2 separate regions of the Mus musculus genome follow, and region 2 is linked to region 1. A link is a contact called in public Hi-C data. All regions are on one chromosome and are shown on one strand. The core of a region is the stretch at or near the end of the contact, and the rest is flanking DNA. Distances in the headings are between cores, read along the strand shown.

The links. Hi-C and Micro-C count contacts between places; a contact is called where the count stands out from the background.
Region 2: a contact with region 1 is called in a Hi-C map of cerebral cortex, with 4 times the contacts expected there. The contact joins two enhancer-like sites. A contact is called at or near these places in 2 of 39 promoter capture datasets (hippocampal neurons and liver) and 2 of 484 Hi-C or Micro-C datasets (cerebral cortex and forebrain).

The regions. Positions count from the first base shown.
Region 1 is chr17:9,290,061-9,293,881 of GRCm38.p6, forward strand. No RefSeq gene overlaps it. Among named protein-coding and RNA genes, the nearest start is that of 6530411M01Rik, 120 kb to the left of the region's middle. Within about 2 kb of position 2,186, at least 8 of the 459 cell types and tissues checked have an H3K27ac peak or open chromatin away from gene starts, as enhancers often do. A contact at or near this core is called in cerebral cortex, where this site is marked.
Region 2 is chr17:9,679,206-9,683,026 of GRCm38.p6, forward strand. No RefSeq gene overlaps it. Among named protein-coding and RNA genes, the nearest start is that of Pabpc6, 11 kb to the left of the region's middle. Within about 2 kb of position 1,771, at least 38 of the 459 cell types and tissues checked have an H3K27ac peak or open chromatin away from gene starts, as enhancers often do. A contact at or near this core is called in cerebral cortex, where this site is marked.

The DNA of each region.
Region 1 (3,821 bases), core at 936-3,435:
CAGGCTCTGGGGCACAGGCAGGATGATGGCTGAAATAGTCTGGAAGCTCGAAAGTGCTTATTAGAGGACCTGGAACCTGTACTTTGAAAGCCTGGCTGTTTTCATGTTTCCTGTATTTTCTTTGCCATTTCTCCTTTCTTGTCTCTCTCTCTGAGTGTGTTAAGGAGCGCTTAGAAAATTCTAACCTGTCTCAGCTAACAAAGCAAACTGTTAATGAAGGAAGGACCTGTCTAGATAGGAGCTTTTTGTTTTAGGCAATGTAGTTTTGGTATTTTATTCTTGGAAAATAATTTGAGTTTTCCACACTACAAATTATTACATCCTTTGCAAGCAAGGAAAACTAGCCAAAAAAAAAAAAAGTCAAACATAACAGGTATAACTTCCCATTCCAAGAGATTCTTTGTTAACATAGTAACATTCTTTAAAGGCCTTGTATAGCTGGCTGTACAGGTTTGTGAAGTAGACAAACTGTTAGTCTAGACTTGGTTTGCTTCCACATTTTGGAAACCATTTTATCCTACATATTTATTAACATTCATTTGCATGGATGTAGAGGACTGAAGTTTAATAAGATTGCTGTACATTTTGCTAACCCATCCTCATCCTTACTGTTTGGTTTCAAACCCAGGACAATGGACTGGGATGCATATTTTGCATATCAGAGCAGACATGGCTTCCGGGTTCTCCCAGCATCACTCAGTCCCTACCTGGCATACCCTGCTCCCCAGCCCTGAAATGTCCAACCTAGAGGCTGGGCTGCCCTTCCCCCAGAGGCTCTTCCCTATATAATCCAGCCATTTTAGTTTTTCCCTATCTGCCCTCTCGCTGCACAAGGGCTGGGGCTCACTCTTTGTCTCTTCCCCCACCCCCTCCCCTCTCTCTCCCTTCCCACAGTGACTTCCCTGGCCTCTTTCCTTAGGGCCAGTGAACTCACCAGCCCAGAGCAGTTTCCCAAGAAACCTGCATTTAATATACTCGAATCTGGCTTGAATTGGCTCATTTCATCGGTGGAGAAATAACTTATCACTCACTTCTAGCTTTGCATGGGCTGATGTGTGGACATGGATTCATTTACACACACAACTCTTCCATATCATGCACTTATTACAACTTTCCCCTGAGCATCCTGAGAGTCTCATTATTGCGATGTCTAAGGAAACATCTCTTTTCAACTTATTTTTGTCACTATATTTTGAATATTCCCATTTCTCTGTCTACAGTGGCACACAGAGATGTCTCATTATCTGCCTTGTTTAGGCAGTGATTAACACATCATTAACATAGGAAGAGTTGGGAAAATTGCTAAAGACTGTTGAAAAGTGTAGTAACTGTTAATAGTCACCAACTGTTCATAAGGCACTTAGCTTAATTTGTTAGGAACCATAGTGTTTGGAGCATCACCAATTTGGATGACATTTTGCCAGCAGTAATGGCCCTTTTGCTCTTAGGCTTGTGACTGGTGTCCACCCGGGGTCAGGAAGGATTTTTCCCCATGCTAAGGCTTTATGGTTGGGGGCATCATAGGGGTCTTTTGCTTTCTTCCATAACATCTGGCACCAGCTACTGCTATGCACAGATCTCCTAACTCAATGGGCCATTCCTTTTCCTGCAGAAAGCTTTGTCAATTTTAAAAGAGCACTCAGGGGTGTCTATAATTGAGGCCATGTGTTATCAATTAGAGAGGAGAGAGAAATTAGTTTTTTCTTAGCTCATTCCCAGCTCCCATGAGGAGACTTTTGTCCTAAAATAAACGTAGCACGATCTGAGGCTGTCAGGTCAAGGGCCTCCGCTGACCTTTGGTGACCTTGCCAGATTCCCATGAAGTTACCCTTGTGTCCCCGGAATGGGTAGGCCAAAGATTTCCTGCACCTAAGTGTCACCCAGACACACAGCACCTACCTCTTCCAGAGGCACAGCAAGCAGCTGCTGCTTTGTATAATTTTAGGAGTGCTAAGCAGTTTCCTCTGGCCCTAAATAATTCCTCCTTCCTAACTTTAGCAGCTCATTTCCAATGTGAAATTACTTTCCAATTTCAAGAATCCTTTGCTGCCGTGTCCAGAGAGTAACATCTTGGGAAAACTCACTTTTGGTCTGATGAGGACTATTTATACTGAATAAGCCCAGTCCTGGAGATTTCTAGTGCATAGCACCTGGGTGCGTGTTGAAGGGTAAAAGGGAATTAAAAGGATGCATGGGATCTCACTGCATGGGGGCAGGGAAGATGGAGCGGGAAACCAATGAAGGGCACGGTACCCTTCTGCTGTAAGAATTGGCAGCCGAGTAGAGAACTTAGGGCTCAGTAGGCTCTGGGATCCACAATCAGTTTCTTCTACAGAGCAGCATGGCCCATTGCCCACTGTGTTTCTGTGAAAATCTGCTCCTGATACCACCCCTCTCCTCTTACCGTCTCCCAGAAGCACTGTCAGTCCTTCCATATGCCCTGTGGCTCCATCTCCATTGTCCCACTTTACACTGGCCCAGATGGACTCGCCCCCACTTTTCAGTTCCAGCATTCTGCTGTTTTTAGAGAACGGAACTCTGTTTTCCTAAATGCACGTAATAGTACCCAACACACAGTGTGAGCACGGTAAAACACTTCTGGAAAGGAGGCCTTTATAAATGTGCTGTTTTGCTATTTAAAATATTGTTTTGATGCACTGCTAGTGTTTCAATAGTTAACTTAGGTATGTAGACAGTATATGACATGTTGACTGATAAGAAATCAGAAGCCCCTGGGCACACCACAGTAATCCCTGGACTGTGTAGATGGCTGTGTGAAGACCTCATGAACTAACATAATGGTTTACATTGAATGAGCCTGTCTGATCTTGCTCTTCTAGAGGACTGTGCCACAAGGGACTGGGCCTGTTACAAATACCCACAGAATACCTGGTTGGAACAGTATGTTTCTAACTGTGAAGTTACAACATTGAATGGCACAAGCACAGCCTTCCTGAAGCTTCTATTCCAATAGGAAGAAAACGTAGGAAATTAAATATATTCTGCCAGATAGCACTGAAGAATATGAAGAGGCCTAAGCAAAGAGAGTCCTGGGATAGGACATTCCATCAGGGTTCAGCTCTTCAGTGGAGCTTTGGAAGTAATTTCATCCTACAGGTTGCATAGAATGGAAGATGCCACAGACTGTGGCTTCAGAAGGCAGTGCATTCTTCACATACCAACAAGGTGAGCATACTCAAACTAGTGCACCCACCTTCCTCTTCAGAAAAAGGCACTCCATGGAAAGGAACCCCTGACACTCTGTAATGCCTGCCTCTTGTGGAGTGAAGGCTTAGCATCATCGGTTACTACCTATAACATTATGGTTGTAATAGAATCTCAGACTTTAAAGAGCAACAAGAAGGCAGGAGTAACAGATGCAGGGAGCGACAAGATACACTGACTTGGAAAGGATAGGCCCAAGAGAGCATGCTGCTTCAGGGAAGGGAGGTCATGGTAGAGGAGTTACATTTACCTTTTCTGGAGAGACAGGAACAAATACTGATTTGCTCCAGATTGGGTGCAAATCAATGACTAACCAACATAAGAAACCCAGCCCTGTTGGTTAGAATAGAAATGCCATCCATAGGCTCAGACATTTGAAACTCTGTCCCTAGTTGGTGGTGCTCTTCAGAAGGTTTAGAAGGTGTGGCTTTACTGGTGGAAGTCCGACTCTGAGGGTGGGCTTTAATAATATGTAGCTTTGTCCCACTTCCTGTTGACCTCTGTTGTGGGTTGTGATGTGATCTCTCAGCTTCCTGCTCCTGCTGCCGCGCCTTCTTGCTGCTGTGGCTTCCTGCCATGATGAACTCTTATCACCC
Region 2 (3,821 bases), core at 521-3,020, 390 kb after region 1:
GCCTCCTGAATTCTTCAAGGATCTAGGCAAACAGAAATAATCTATTCCACTTATATAGAATTTTCACAGAAAAAGAAATTACAGATTTTTTAAAATTTTTTATTAGATATTTTATTTAGATTTCAAATTTTATCCCCTTTCCTGGTTTCCCCTTTGAAGACTCCCTATCCCATCCCCCTCTCCCTGCTCACTAACCCACCCACTCTCGCTTTCCTGTTCTGGCATTCCCCTACACTGGGGAATCAAGCTTTCATAAGACCAAGGGCCTCTTCTCTCATTGATGTCCCACAAGGCCATCCTCTGCTGCATATGCAGTTGGAGCCATGGGTCCCTTCATGTGTATTATTGGTTGGTGGTTTAGTCCCCAGGAGCTCTGGAGGTAATGGTTGGTTCATATTGTTGTTACTCCTATGGGGCTGCAAACCCCTTCAGCTCCTTGGGTCCTTCTCTAGCTCCTCCATTGGTGACCCTGTGCTCAGTCCAGTGGATGGCTGTGAGCATCCACTTCTGTTCTTGTCAGGCACTGGCAGAGCAGGAGACAACTATATCAGGCTTCTGTCAGCAAGCACTTGGCATCCACAGTAGTGTCTGGGTTTGGTAACTGTATATGGGAAAAGATTTTTCTAAGGTAGTTGTGACCGCCTTTCACACCAAAATTTCACGAGCTGAGCTTAGGACTGTAGCATCTGAGTGTGTGGCTATGACTCATGGAGTGTGTGTGTGCATACACACAGGGAGGGTGTGTGTGTGTGTGTGTGTGTGTGTGTGTGTGCATACACACAGGGAGGGTGTGTGAGTGTGTGTGTGCATACACACAGGGAGGGTGTGTGTGTGTGTGTGTGTGTGTGTGTGTGTGCATACACACAGGGAGGGTGTGTGTGTGTGTGTGTGTGTGTGTGTGTGTGTGCATACACACAGGGAGGGTGTGTGTGTGTGTGTGTATGTGTGTGTGTGTGTATGTGCATACACACAGGGAGGGTGTGTGTGTGTGTGTGTGTGTGTGTGTGTGTGCATACACACAGGGAGGGTGTGTGTGTGTGTGTGTGTGTGTGTGCATACACACAGGGAGGGTGTGTGTGTGTGTGTGTATGTGTGTGTGTGTGCATACACACAGGGAGGGTGTGTGTGTGTGTGTGTGTGTGTGTGTGTGTGCATACACACAGGGAGGGTGTGTGTGTGTGTGTGTGTGTGTGTGTGTGTGCATACACACAGGGAGGGTGTGTGTGTGTGTGTGTGTGTGTGTGTGTGTGTGCATACACACAGGGAGGGTGTGTGTGTGTGTGTGTGTGTGTGTGTGTGTGTGTGTGTGTGTGCATACACACAGGGAGGGTGTGTGTGTGTGTGTGTGTGCATACATGTGCACATGCATGATGTATGTGCATGTATGTATGTATGTTCATGTGGATACATGTGGTTTCCTCCAAGGCTAAAACACAACCACATTCAACAACAAAGCTTTTCCTACGATGGAAAAGCTTCTGATATTGTCACTGCCATCAGTTCCATTTTACACTGCTTATGTCACCACACCCACACTAAAACCTCTACTTCTGCAGAGAACAGTCCTCCGAGAAGCCAAGCCAGGATCATCCAAATGTCTGGCTTTAACATAACACGGTTGTGGGTAACCAGTGGCCGCTGCCATTTTTGCAAACCAGTGCTTAGGAAGCACTTTATTTTGGTGGCCAAGTGTTCTGCTTTGCTAGTTTACTCAGAGGGGTTCTTCTCCCTCAGGCCAGTGCAGCACGCTGCATCTCCCATCTAGACGCTCGAATATGTATGAGGGGGTGACAAAGACTGATCTGTCTGTGGAGAACTGAAATGTGAGCGTCTGCCACAATGCTCCTGAAAGAAATTAGACTCATCAGCTGGAATGATTCATAATGATGCCTGTGTTTGCTCTCAGAATGTTAAGGGAATCGACCACCCACTTCATCGTCAAATGAACTTTTTTATTTCACCCTACAAACCCCTATTCTCTCAATAATATAGATTTTTTAATAGACATATCTCTCCAAACGGTCCCACCAGCTCAAGCAAAGACAAATTATAACGAGCTAATATTTTTTGATTAATGCTAGGTTTTGTACCTGAACTCAGGAGCATAAATATCTCCTTTAAAGTGATACTGCCTGCAAATAAGATCAAATCAAATTCCAAAGCACTTTGTTAATGAAAAGTATTGATTTTTATACCATTTGGTCCAAACCACTGCCAATTTCCATGCATTTGCCATCCTTTTGAACAATGAGCTTATGCCATTAAGACCTGCAGATGCCCTTCCATTCCTCCTTCTCCATGGCTTGCTCTTTTCTCCTCTCAAGATCCAGGACTCAGCTCTATGTCTCCTTGTGCCTGTTCTCCAAGGATCTCCATCATCCCCTACAGCATGGAAAATTACTCCTAGGTGGGCAGCTTTCCCATCATCATCTCTGCAAAACACTGAAGTGGGTGACTTATCTTTTCTAGCTTCTTCTCACATTACCCTCACTCTTCTTCTACAGTCTGAGGGCTGAGAGCCTACTGTCAAAGTCTAATTGCCTTCAGAAACCTAGACAAACATCCAAGTCAAACTTTCTAACACCCCCCCCGGCCCCCCGGCCTTTTCAGGTAATCTCCATACTGTCTTGCAATCCAGACAAACTGACTGTCATGCTTCAGTTTCAGAGGTCAGTGTCACCACAGAGTGTTGTGTTTTGAAGGATGCATGAGGTAGAGTAAGCTGGGTAGGTGCTGGGGCACAAGTTGACTTGGGCAACTGAGTATAACCCATCAAAGCTAAGCCAGTGACTATAGAAAAATCACAGAAAATTCACTGGGTGTGCACTTCCATGTGCGTGTGTGCGTGTGTGTGTGTGTGTGTGTGTGAGTGAGTGTGTGTGTAGCTTGTGGAATAGGCTAGCCTGGATAACCAGGAAGCTTCAGGGTTTGGCCTTTCTCTACCTCTACAATGCTGGGGTTGCAAGTTTGTACCACCACTCCTGGATTTCATAGTGTTGGCTTTGAATTGAATTCAAGTTCTCAAGTTTTCATGGAGGATACTGGGCCATCTCAACAGGCTACCAACATTATGCCCTTAGGTCGTAACTATACATCATGTGTGACATCTCATGTGAATCTAACACTTATTTGGCTTCAGTGTATTTATACTTTCACCACCTAGGTTATAAACTCCCTAAGAAATGCTGAAACAAAGGTTTGCTTAGATACCTGGGAAGGTGTGCTGGTTAGCTTTTGACAACTTGACATGAATCTAGATATATCTATGAAGAGAGAAACTCAGTTTGGGAAATGCTTCAGTCAAATTGGCCTGTGGGGCATTTTCTTAATTGCTAATTAATATATAAGGGCTTATCCCACTGTGGGCAATGCCAACCCAAGGAAGGTGGGCCTGGGTTCTATGAGAATGGTAGATGAACAAGGCAGAGGAAACAGGCTAGTGAGCAGTATTCTTGCATGGTTTCTGCTTCAAGCTTGTGCCTTCAGTTCCTTCAGTGCTTGACTATAACTTGTAAGATGAAATATCTCTTGTCATGCCCAAGTTGGCTTTTACCAGCATTTTATCACAGCAACACAGAAAGGGCAATAAAATTGTATTTCCCCCCAAAGACACTGAATTCATTTCATCCATGTTCAGGACTTTACCAAATCTACGTAGTCTTACTAGAATGCAGAGGTGGCATTAAACAGAGTAACCAAGGCAAAATACAGGAGCTTCCTCTGGAAGCTATTTGGACCAATAGGTAAGAAAGCATGTCAAGCATATGGACTTCCCTGATAACAGGAGGATGAGAAGGAATAAGAGAGGGAGGAAGGGGATG